Regions from separate parts of the Oryctolagus cuniculus genome. Here region 1 is linked to region 2. Evidence: chromatin contacts called from public Micro-C data. All regions are on one chromosome and are shown on one strand. The core of a region is the stretch at or near the end of the contact, and the rest is flanking DNA. Distances in the headings are between cores, read along the strand shown.

The links. A called contact is a pair of places that touch in the nucleus more often than the background predicts.
Region 1: a contact with region 2 is called in a Micro-C map of ear pinna, with 4 times the contacts expected there. The contact joins two enhancer-like sites. A contact is called at or near these places in 3 of 6 Hi-C or Micro-C datasets (ear pinna, embryonic fibroblasts and an unstated tissue).

The regions. Positions count from the first base shown.
Region 1 is chr19:25,572,912-25,577,184 of mOryCun1.1, forward strand. It overlaps CLEC16A (C-type lectin domain containing 16A), which reads right to left. Exons shown (of 26, transcript XM_051847427.2): 6 at 2,427-2,532; 7 at 648-771. Among named protein-coding and RNA genes, the nearest start is that of CLEC16A, 28 kb to the right of the region's middle. Within about 2 kb of position 1,405, at least 1 of the 8 cell types and tissues checked has an H3K27ac peak or open chromatin away from gene starts, as enhancers often do.
Region 2 is chr19:25,274,400-25,278,989 of mOryCun1.1, forward strand. It overlaps RMI2 (RecQ mediated genome instability 2), which reads right to left. Exons shown (of 3, transcript XM_002711750.5): 2 at 1-4,590. Among named protein-coding and RNA genes, the nearest start is that of RMI2, 10 kb to the right of the region's middle. Within about 2 kb of position 2,887, at least 1 of the 8 cell types and tissues checked has an H3K27ac peak or open chromatin away from gene starts, as enhancers often do.

The DNA of each region.
Region 1 (4,273 bases), core at 155-2,654, 300 kb after region 2:
CTTAGTGCCAAGGCAGAGGAGGACAAAATCACCACCTTCGAGTGTTTTTTTAAACAGATGTAATTCACACACCATAAATCTGCCCGTTTACAGTACACACACAATAACTTACTCAGTTGTCCAACTGTCCTCACAATCACCTTGAGCACAGTCTCATCTCTCTGCAGGAAGTCCTCCGCTCACTGGCACGGCTCCCCACAGCCCCCGGGCCGCCTCTCTGCCCGACCCCACGCCCCAGGACCTGCTCATCTAGACCCTGAGGATCAGCCTTTCTGAGCATTTTATACCAACGAACCGGCAACGGGTGGCCCTGTGTGTCTGTTCCTTAGCACGAGGCTGGCAGGCTCACCCGTGTCTGGGCACGAGCCGGGACTCTGCTCCTGCCTACTGCCTAATGTCACTCTACTGGACCAGAGTCTGATTACCTGTGCGCCAGCTGATGGATCACCTGACCCCCTGCCCGAGAGCCTGCATGTACCTCCCTTGCTCTCTCCAGGAGGCCTCTAAGTCCTCGTTAGCTTCCCGCTGAGCGAGCAGGCGAGCGGGACCTTCTGCAGAAGTCTCTGCTCTGCCTGCACACAGGGGAGCACGGCTCCTCCCCGCCGGCCGCCCGGCTACCTGCTCAGCATGCCGGGAACGCCACTTACTCCTCGTCAGTCTGCACACAGTTATCAAGCTCGATCACGTGGCTCCCGATGAACCAGACCAGGTTGGAGAAGTACGGGACAGCAGTTTTATCTCTGATATAGTGCAGCATGGCCTGGTTATCCACTGAGAAAATTCACAAAAGAAAAGGAAAAAAAGTCAAGCTACCAAAAATAACTTGGCAGAGATTAAAAAAAAAAAACCAACAAACCAAAAAAAACCACACTGAAAAAGCCCTCTGCTATAATCTGAAATTGTCTTCCCTAGAAATACTTGAAAATGTTTATCTTATTCATAAAATTATCAAGGCAGTGCTTATGCTATTTTTATAATTATTAAAATAAATCAGTTGGGCTAAACATTTGTCGTGCCTTGTTCAGGCTGCATATCAGCAGTGGATTTAACTAGGACTGCAACGAGAATGCCCACATTCTCAAGCCAGCTGCCTGATTTACATGTAAGGATAAGTCAAGAAAGCAGAAAACCAGAAGTTAAAAACTTACATGACACTGGAATAAGGAACACGGGAATCGTCATTGAAGGAAAGGCAAAAAACAGACAACAATTAACAGGGTTAGGAACCGGGAAGGGAGACAGCGCGCAGAGGAAGAGCAAGCTGGGGCGGCAGGCGCCTAACCCGAGATCCACAGGTTAGAGGAGAACACGAGGAAACAGAGCAGGCCAGCGGGACTGGCCCCCGCCCGGGCCGGGCTCGCAGCTCGGAAGCCTGCCAGGTGGCCCCGGGAGGGAAGCCCCCAGCCCGCTGTGTGCGCCAGGGAGTCCAGGCCTCAGTTTCTAAAGGAGTGGCTATTTTTTGGCTCCAGCTGACTCCTGCCTGGCAGGACCGAGGTCCAGGAAGAGCCAGATCTCCATCCTCAAGTCAGAAACCCAGACTGTCGTGCAAGATCTTCCAAGCTCTAAAGACAGGCAACTATGTACTCTTCCAAAAGCCCTCTAAGCCCATGGAGACGTGCCTGAGGGCTGGGCTTGCCTTCAAGCCCTCAGTTTGCAACTCTGGATGGAGAGGCTCTTAACTGAATATCCTCGCAGAACGAGGCTGGACTGAGTCCCTGGGGAGCACCCCACCCCACTCAGGGTCATCTCAAGTAATAAGATCATGACTCAAGAAGACCAAAGCCAGGCAGTGACCTGGCACCAGGCACAACTTCCAGGGCATGGCCTTTGAAAGGCAATTCCAGTTGAGGACACTGTGGCCGGCCAGCCTTCGTGCCAGCGCAGAGGAGCTGGGCGAAGCCTTCTTCTGCACGCACTGTTTTGCGCAGGAAGTAAATCGTAAAATAAATAAATAAATACCCAGGAATTTGGAAGTGCTGGGCTTTACAGCCAGTTAGGAATACAACACTGCCCCCTGTTGTTTGTGAGGTGAAATGTCTAAAGATAAAATACCCCCTCCCTAACATTAAAGATACAGTATTTAGATAAAACACCCCCTAACTGTACTGAAGTATACATATAATTTACAAGCCAAAACATAAAAATGCAACTCTCCGTTTAAAAGGCAACTTTGCTTGTCCAGTCCGAATCCCACTTGCCTCACGGGACACCTGCTTTCAGTGCTGGAGTTTGAACATGCGCAAAGGGCAGCGGCAGAGTGACACGAGGGGCCGGCCTTCCGTGAGCCATGCAGCCCGGGGCTACCAGAGATGAGCACCCGCCCCCCCCCCCCCGTGCCTTTGGGCGAAGTGTGTGCAGACACACGGGAGTGAGCCCTTGTAGTCACATCACAAGTCAGCCCAGGCCCGAGCCGCCAGGAAACTTACCTTTGTAGACATTCAAAGTTATGGTTCTTACAGCAATTCTAACCATGCTTTCAGGGTGGTTGAAAAACTTGATGGCTTCCGTGTACAGGGCAAAGTCATTGGTGTGCTAAAACAAAGACGGACCACAGATGAGGTACGGCCCCACGAGGCAGGCCCCACCCTGGCGCTGGGAGCCATCAGAGACCTCCAAGTGAGACAGTGTTGCCGCCATGAACCTCAAGTCAGTGGTTCATTCTGGACAAGGCGTGTGAGAAGGGAGGCGAGGCCACGGGAGAACAGAGCAGGGTCCAGATAACAACCAGGTCTGGGTCCACACCCGCCCGGCACGCGGCTGTGAGGCGATCCTTTCTCGTCCATAGAACGGGGGTGGTAATAGCCCCTTCACTGCTGTTGGGATGAAACGCGATCACGTCCAGTGCAGCGCTTACCCCTGCACCCGACACCTAGCGTGCGCCTGGTAGCAGCCTGGTCACTTTCCGCTGCTGCTGCAGCTCCGCAGGATTAAAGGCACAGCCTCTGGTGAAGCACAAAGGTATAAACTGTGCCCTGGAGGGGGAGGCCCGAGGAGCCTGCTGCTGTTAGAAGGGATAAGGAGCCACAGAAAACCCCGTGCACCGGGAGCTGGCGCTGGCGTCCCCAGGGACAGGCTCTGCTGCCCTCCTGTGGCCAAGCTTCCCAGGAGGCTCCGGGATCCACTCTGAGGACACCCAGAGCAGCGCAGGACAGTGAGGGGAGGGCAGGAAGCCACTGCTCAACCTCCAGACCAGTCTTCGCAGGCTGGCCGTGGGTGAGAGTGCGAGACAGCACTGACAAAGACCACGCTGCTCCAAGGAGGTATCAAGCCAGCCCCCAGCAAGTGGCAACCTTTACACGGGTCCCCATGGAAGGGAAGACCAGGCCCACCCCACGAAACAAGGCCCTGAGTCTCCTCTGACGGCCAGGAGGCCGCTCCTGCAAGGCGTCCCTCTCAGCCCACAGCCCAGCTTCGCTCCCCCAGCCTGGGGCACAGAGCCCAGCGGCACCAAGTGCAGCGGAATTCAGGCCTCTCTGGCTTGAGCTTTCACGGCACCTTCGGGAGAACGCCGACACGCTCCATCTGATCTTGGGTGTTTACTGAGCACCTACGATGTGCTGGGCGCCGGTCCACACAAGAATTCTCCAAACCGCCAACACTTCAGGGCTGTGAGTTAGTGTTTCTTCCCTCAGAAGGCAGCTCTTCTCCTCCGAGGGGAAACAGTGGCAGTGAGCACTCCGGAGTGCTCCACAGCGTCCACTCTACAGTGAAAGTCAACGCTCAGGCTGCTGTCGCCACATTAGAAGGAATTCGGACAATGCGTCTGCGACTGTGGTCTTAGGCTGTGCAGGGTGTGTGACTGGCAATCCGAGGGCAGCTGGGACTGCCCCACACCATGTCCACAGCCTCTGTCAGCCCCTCCCACTGACTCAGGGCTGTGCTGTGGGACCTGAAGAATACGGTGGAAGCGACCCTGTGTGACTTCTGCGGCCTGGGCCATACGAGGCATTCCATTTTCTCTAGTCCCTCAGGTCACTTCTCTAGGGGAAGCCACTTGCTAAACCACGAGCACACTCGAGCAGTCCTGTGAAGATGTGGACATAAAGGGAACCAAGGCCTCCCACCCACAGCCAGCATCAGCTGGCCACTCGTGGGACTGGGCTGCCTGGAAGGCCATCCTCCAAGCCCGGATGACAGCCTCCTGAGACACCTGGCCCAAGCTGCCCTGCCAGGCCGATCCCAAATCCCAGATGTGCTGGAGAAAAACTGGATGGGATTCTGACCAGTGGGGCTGGGGCCTGAGGGGAAGTCTGGTGGCAGGCTTCTGAGAGGT
Region 2 (4,590 bases), core at 1,637-4,136:
TGGTGCTGTGGTGGAGCAGGGACACTGGCAACCTGGATGGGCACAGGTTCAAATCCCGGCTGCTCCACTTCCAATCCAGCTCCCTGCTAATGTGCTTGGGAAAGCAGCAGAAGATGGCCAAGTGCTTGAGCTCCTGTATCCACATGGGAAACCCAGAGGAGACTCTTGGCTCCTGGCTTTGGCACGTCCCAGCACCAGCTGCTGCGGCCATTTGGGGAGTGAACCAGGAGATGGAAGACTTCTCCCTCTCTCTCTGTAACTGACTTTCAAGTAAATAAAATAGATCTTAGAAAAAAAAATCTGGTTGCCAAATCCAGCATTATCTGCTCCCTCCAGCAGCAGCCTGGCCACAATAGGCAAAGCTCCCAGGTGGAGAGAGTAGGAAACTTCGCACGGCCCCTTGGCTTGATTCTGCGGCTTTTCATTCTGGTCCCTCGCTGGCTGGCTTCCTGTTTCTGACCAGCTGCACAGGCAGCCAAGCTGCCTGGAGCAGAGAGACCAGCAGGGGGTGCCAGCACCCACGCGAAAAGCCCATCAGCTTCCAGAGGAGTGAACGTCCCGTCACCAAAGCAGAGTGTCCCTAACAACACGGGGCACCTACTGGGTCATGACCTGTCTCTGGCCTGCTGGCCGGATGCCCTTGGACAAAGGACTTCATCCCCATGGTTGCAGTTTTGACAGCTGTACAGAGGTGGGGGCAAGGTGGTGAGGAGCCACATCTCCCAGGGTCACTGTCACAATCAAAGGAAGTACCATGGGGGAAGGCGTCTCGCACGGTCCCTGGCACATAACTTTTAGTTGAATTTGCAACTTGTTTTTTTTAAGAAAAAGATTAATTTAATTAAAAGGGAGAGAAAGCGAGGGAGGGAGGGAAAGACAGAGATCTTGTATCCATTGGTTCACTCCCCAAATGCCTGCTATAGCTAAGGCTAGGCCGGGCCTAATCCAAAAGCCAGGAACTCCGCCCAGGTCTCCCACATGGGTGGCTGCAATGCCAGCATGTGGGCCACCAGCTGCCGCCTCCCAGGTGCACCCACCAGGAAGCTGGATTGCAAGCAGAGTTGGGACTCGATCCCAGGCACTCTGGTGTAGGACATGGGTGTCCCAAGCAGTGCTTTAACCCACTGTGTCACGATGCTGGCCCTGAATGTGACACTGAGAGGTTCTCATGGGCCTAGCATTTTAGGTTCTGCCTAACTCACATAAGTCCTTTTGTGGAATCAGCTGTATCGTTTCCCCCGACCCCTTTATATTCAAGTCTTCCTTCTGTGCTTCAGAGTAGGGGACCCAAGACTCCAGCCGGCACCATTGGGCTCATCAGGTCCATTAAGACAGCACAGGATGGAGGCCACCGCGTGGGACGCCAACATCCCCCATCAGAGCACTGGTTCCAGTCCCAGCTGTTCTGCCTCTGATCCAGCTGCCTGCTGATGCATCTGGGAACACAGCACGAGATGGCTCAGCACTTGAGCCCCTGCCACCCCTGTGGGAGATCAGATGGAGTTCTGGGTTCCAGGCATCGGCCTGGCCCAGCCCCGGCTGTTTGTGGCCATTTGGGTAGTGACCCAGCACACGGAAGAGTTCTCTGTCACTCTGCCTTTCAAATCATCTCTAAAAAAAAGTCCCACAATGCTTGATCCGAAAGGTTGTCTAGGCCTGGCCTGTGGAGGGACTCCTTTCATTAGAAAACTGCAGTGGGTCAAGTGCAGACTCAAGAACACCACACCCTTGCCTGTGCATTTCCTCTGTCTTACCAACTGCCCACCTGTGTGGTGCTGGGCAGGCTCAGAGAGAAGTAACAGAGGGCCGGCATTGTGGTGCCGTGGGTTAAGCCTCTGTGGCACTAGAATCCCATATGGGCACTAGTTCGAGTCTCGGCTGCTTCATTTCTGATCCAGCTCCCTGCTAATGCGCCTGGGAAAGCAGCAGAGGATGCCTCAAGTACTTGGGCCCCTGCCACTCACTTGGGAGACCTGGAAGAAGCTCCTGGCTCCTGGCTTCAGCCTGGCCCAGTCCCAGCCACTGTAGCCATTTGGGGAGTGAACTAGCAGATGGAAGCTTTCTTTCTCTCTCTTCTCCCTCTGTAACTCTTTCAAATAAATGAATAAATACATCTTTTTAAAAAAACCCACAGAACTAAAAAAAATCCATGAATAAGATAGAAAAGAGATGAGTATGAGGATCATAGCTCTGGAAGCCCCCCCGCCAGGCAGAGCCCCCGCCGCTCTCAGAACAACTCCTGTAACTAGAGACCTGCGCTCGGGACGGGGGTCTACCAGCCGCCACCCACTGCACGGGCTGACTTCCAAGCCCGGGGTCGGAGGGGAAGCGACAGCCCCAGGACTGGACCCCACTGTGGCAACCTTGCTGTCTCTCTTGTCCTGAGCAGGCAGGGCCAAGGGGGCAGTGTTCTTTCGCACAAGATACTTGCTAAATGTAGGTCACCAGGGATGAACAGGCACTTCCCTTTCATTCTTGCCAACAGGCACCGTTTGGATGTGGCCTGAGGTTTGGCCAAGAGAGTCCTACCCATTTGGTGATCCTCAGATGGCACAGTTGTGGCCCTTGTAACGTGTAGGCGACTCCACACGCAGTGGCTTCCACTTCCCATTTCTATTTAACCAGCTCATCCAGAAGCAGCTCAGATCAGACAGTCAGTTCTCTCTTGTGGTCATTCCTGAAGCACAGGGACTTTGCTGTAATATTGAAGCTTTACAAGAACATGCAACAGAAAGAAGCAATCTACAGCCAGCTCAATGAGGGTTTCGTTTTTTCTTTTTTGGGTAATGTAAAGCAGTTCCAAGAAAAGTGACATCACAGGCTAGGTTGCTGATCTTCAGTTCTTAGAAAAGAGCTCATTTCAGAAGGGAAGCCGCACGCCGGAGTGCACAGGCCTGCCGTTGTCTGGTGGGCGGTGCTGGCTGCTCGGCGCTGGGTTGGCACCAGCGAGCTAAAACCTCTGATGCCTTTTCATTCGGTGATGTCAAGGAGGAAGCACGAACCGCAACAGTGAGAGTTGTTAACATGCAGAGGAACCACACAGCTGGCTCCTGCTTCCAGCCTGGAGGGAAATTCAGCCGCTTCGGGGACTGCTGGAAAAAAACACCTGGCTCCCTCCTTCCCCACGGCCATGCTCCCGAGACCGCTTACTGCCCAGGCATCAAGGTCAGCCCCAGCACGCCCTTCTAGCCGGGCATCAAGTACCAGAAGCTGGGCGAGCACACACTGGGCAGGACATGGTGCCGCGGTTCTCGGCAGCTGGCGGCAGTTTTCTAGCAGAAAAACAGGCTTAGGGTAAGGAGTGGAACAGCAGCAGGACAGAGCAGACCAAGATCTTAGGGGATCTACCACACTCCCGGTTCAAGGACTACTACTGGAACCCCCTGATACTTTTATGACAAAGTTAAACCAAAAAACATTATTTGAGGGGCCAGCGCTGTGGTGTCGTGGGTTAAACTGCGGCCTGCAGTGCTGGCATCCCATGTGGGCGCCGGTTTGTGTCCCGGCTGCTCCACTTCTGATCCAGCTCCCTGCTAATGTACCTGGGAAAGCAGTGGAGGATGGCCCAAATGCGTGAGCCCCTGTACCCACTTGGGAGACCTGGAACAAGCTCCTAGCTTCTGGCTCCGGACCAGCCCAGCTCTGGCCGTTGCAGCCATTTGGGGAGTGAACCAATGGTTGGAACATCTCTCTCTCTGTCTCTCCCTTTCAAATAAATAAATAAATAAATAAATCTTTAAAACACATTATTTGAGAATCAGAGACAGAGAAAGCCAGTTTCCATCTTGCAAGGGTGGGGGTTGGATGGGTCCCAAATCTGAGAACACAACCCATGTCTCCCACGTGGGTGGCAGGAACCATTATTTGAGCCATCAGCACTGCCTCCCAGGGAGTTGGAGTCAGGAGCAGCAGCCAGGCATCAAATCCTGGCACTCCCACGGCAGACACGGGCGTCCTAACTGCATGGAATGTGGTGTTGTCCATGGGACCCTGGAACAGGAGAGGACATGAGGGAGAAACTAAAAAATCTGACTGCAGTGCAGGCTTGGATTAACAACTAACCTCAGCAGAGGCCCACGAATTGTAATAAATGCCCTTACTTGTGTAAGAGGGTAATGACGGGGAAGTTGGGTACTCGTGTATGGGAACACTTTATACTGTTGTTGCATTTCCCATAGGTCTAAAACTTTCAGAATAAAGTGTATGCACACATCCACAAGGGTACTTCAGAAAGTTCATGGAAAATGGAATTAAGAGTTTATTTTGGTACAAAAAAATTTTTTTTAAATCCATGCACTTTTTTTCTTAATCCACATTTCCATGAACTTTGTGGAAGACCTCTTGTAGGCAGAGATGTCAAATTTTTTTGGTCCCAACATAAATTTATCTTCTAATTCCATCTTCCCATCAACTTTCTGAAGTATCCTTTTTTTTTTTTTTTTTTTTTTTTTTTTTTTTTTTGTGACAGGCAGAGTGGATAGTGAGAGAGACAGGGAGAAAGGTCTTCCTTTTGCCGTTGGTTCACCCTCCAATGGCCGCTGCGGCTGGCGCACCGCGTTGATCCAAAGGTAGGAGCCAGGTGTTTCTCCT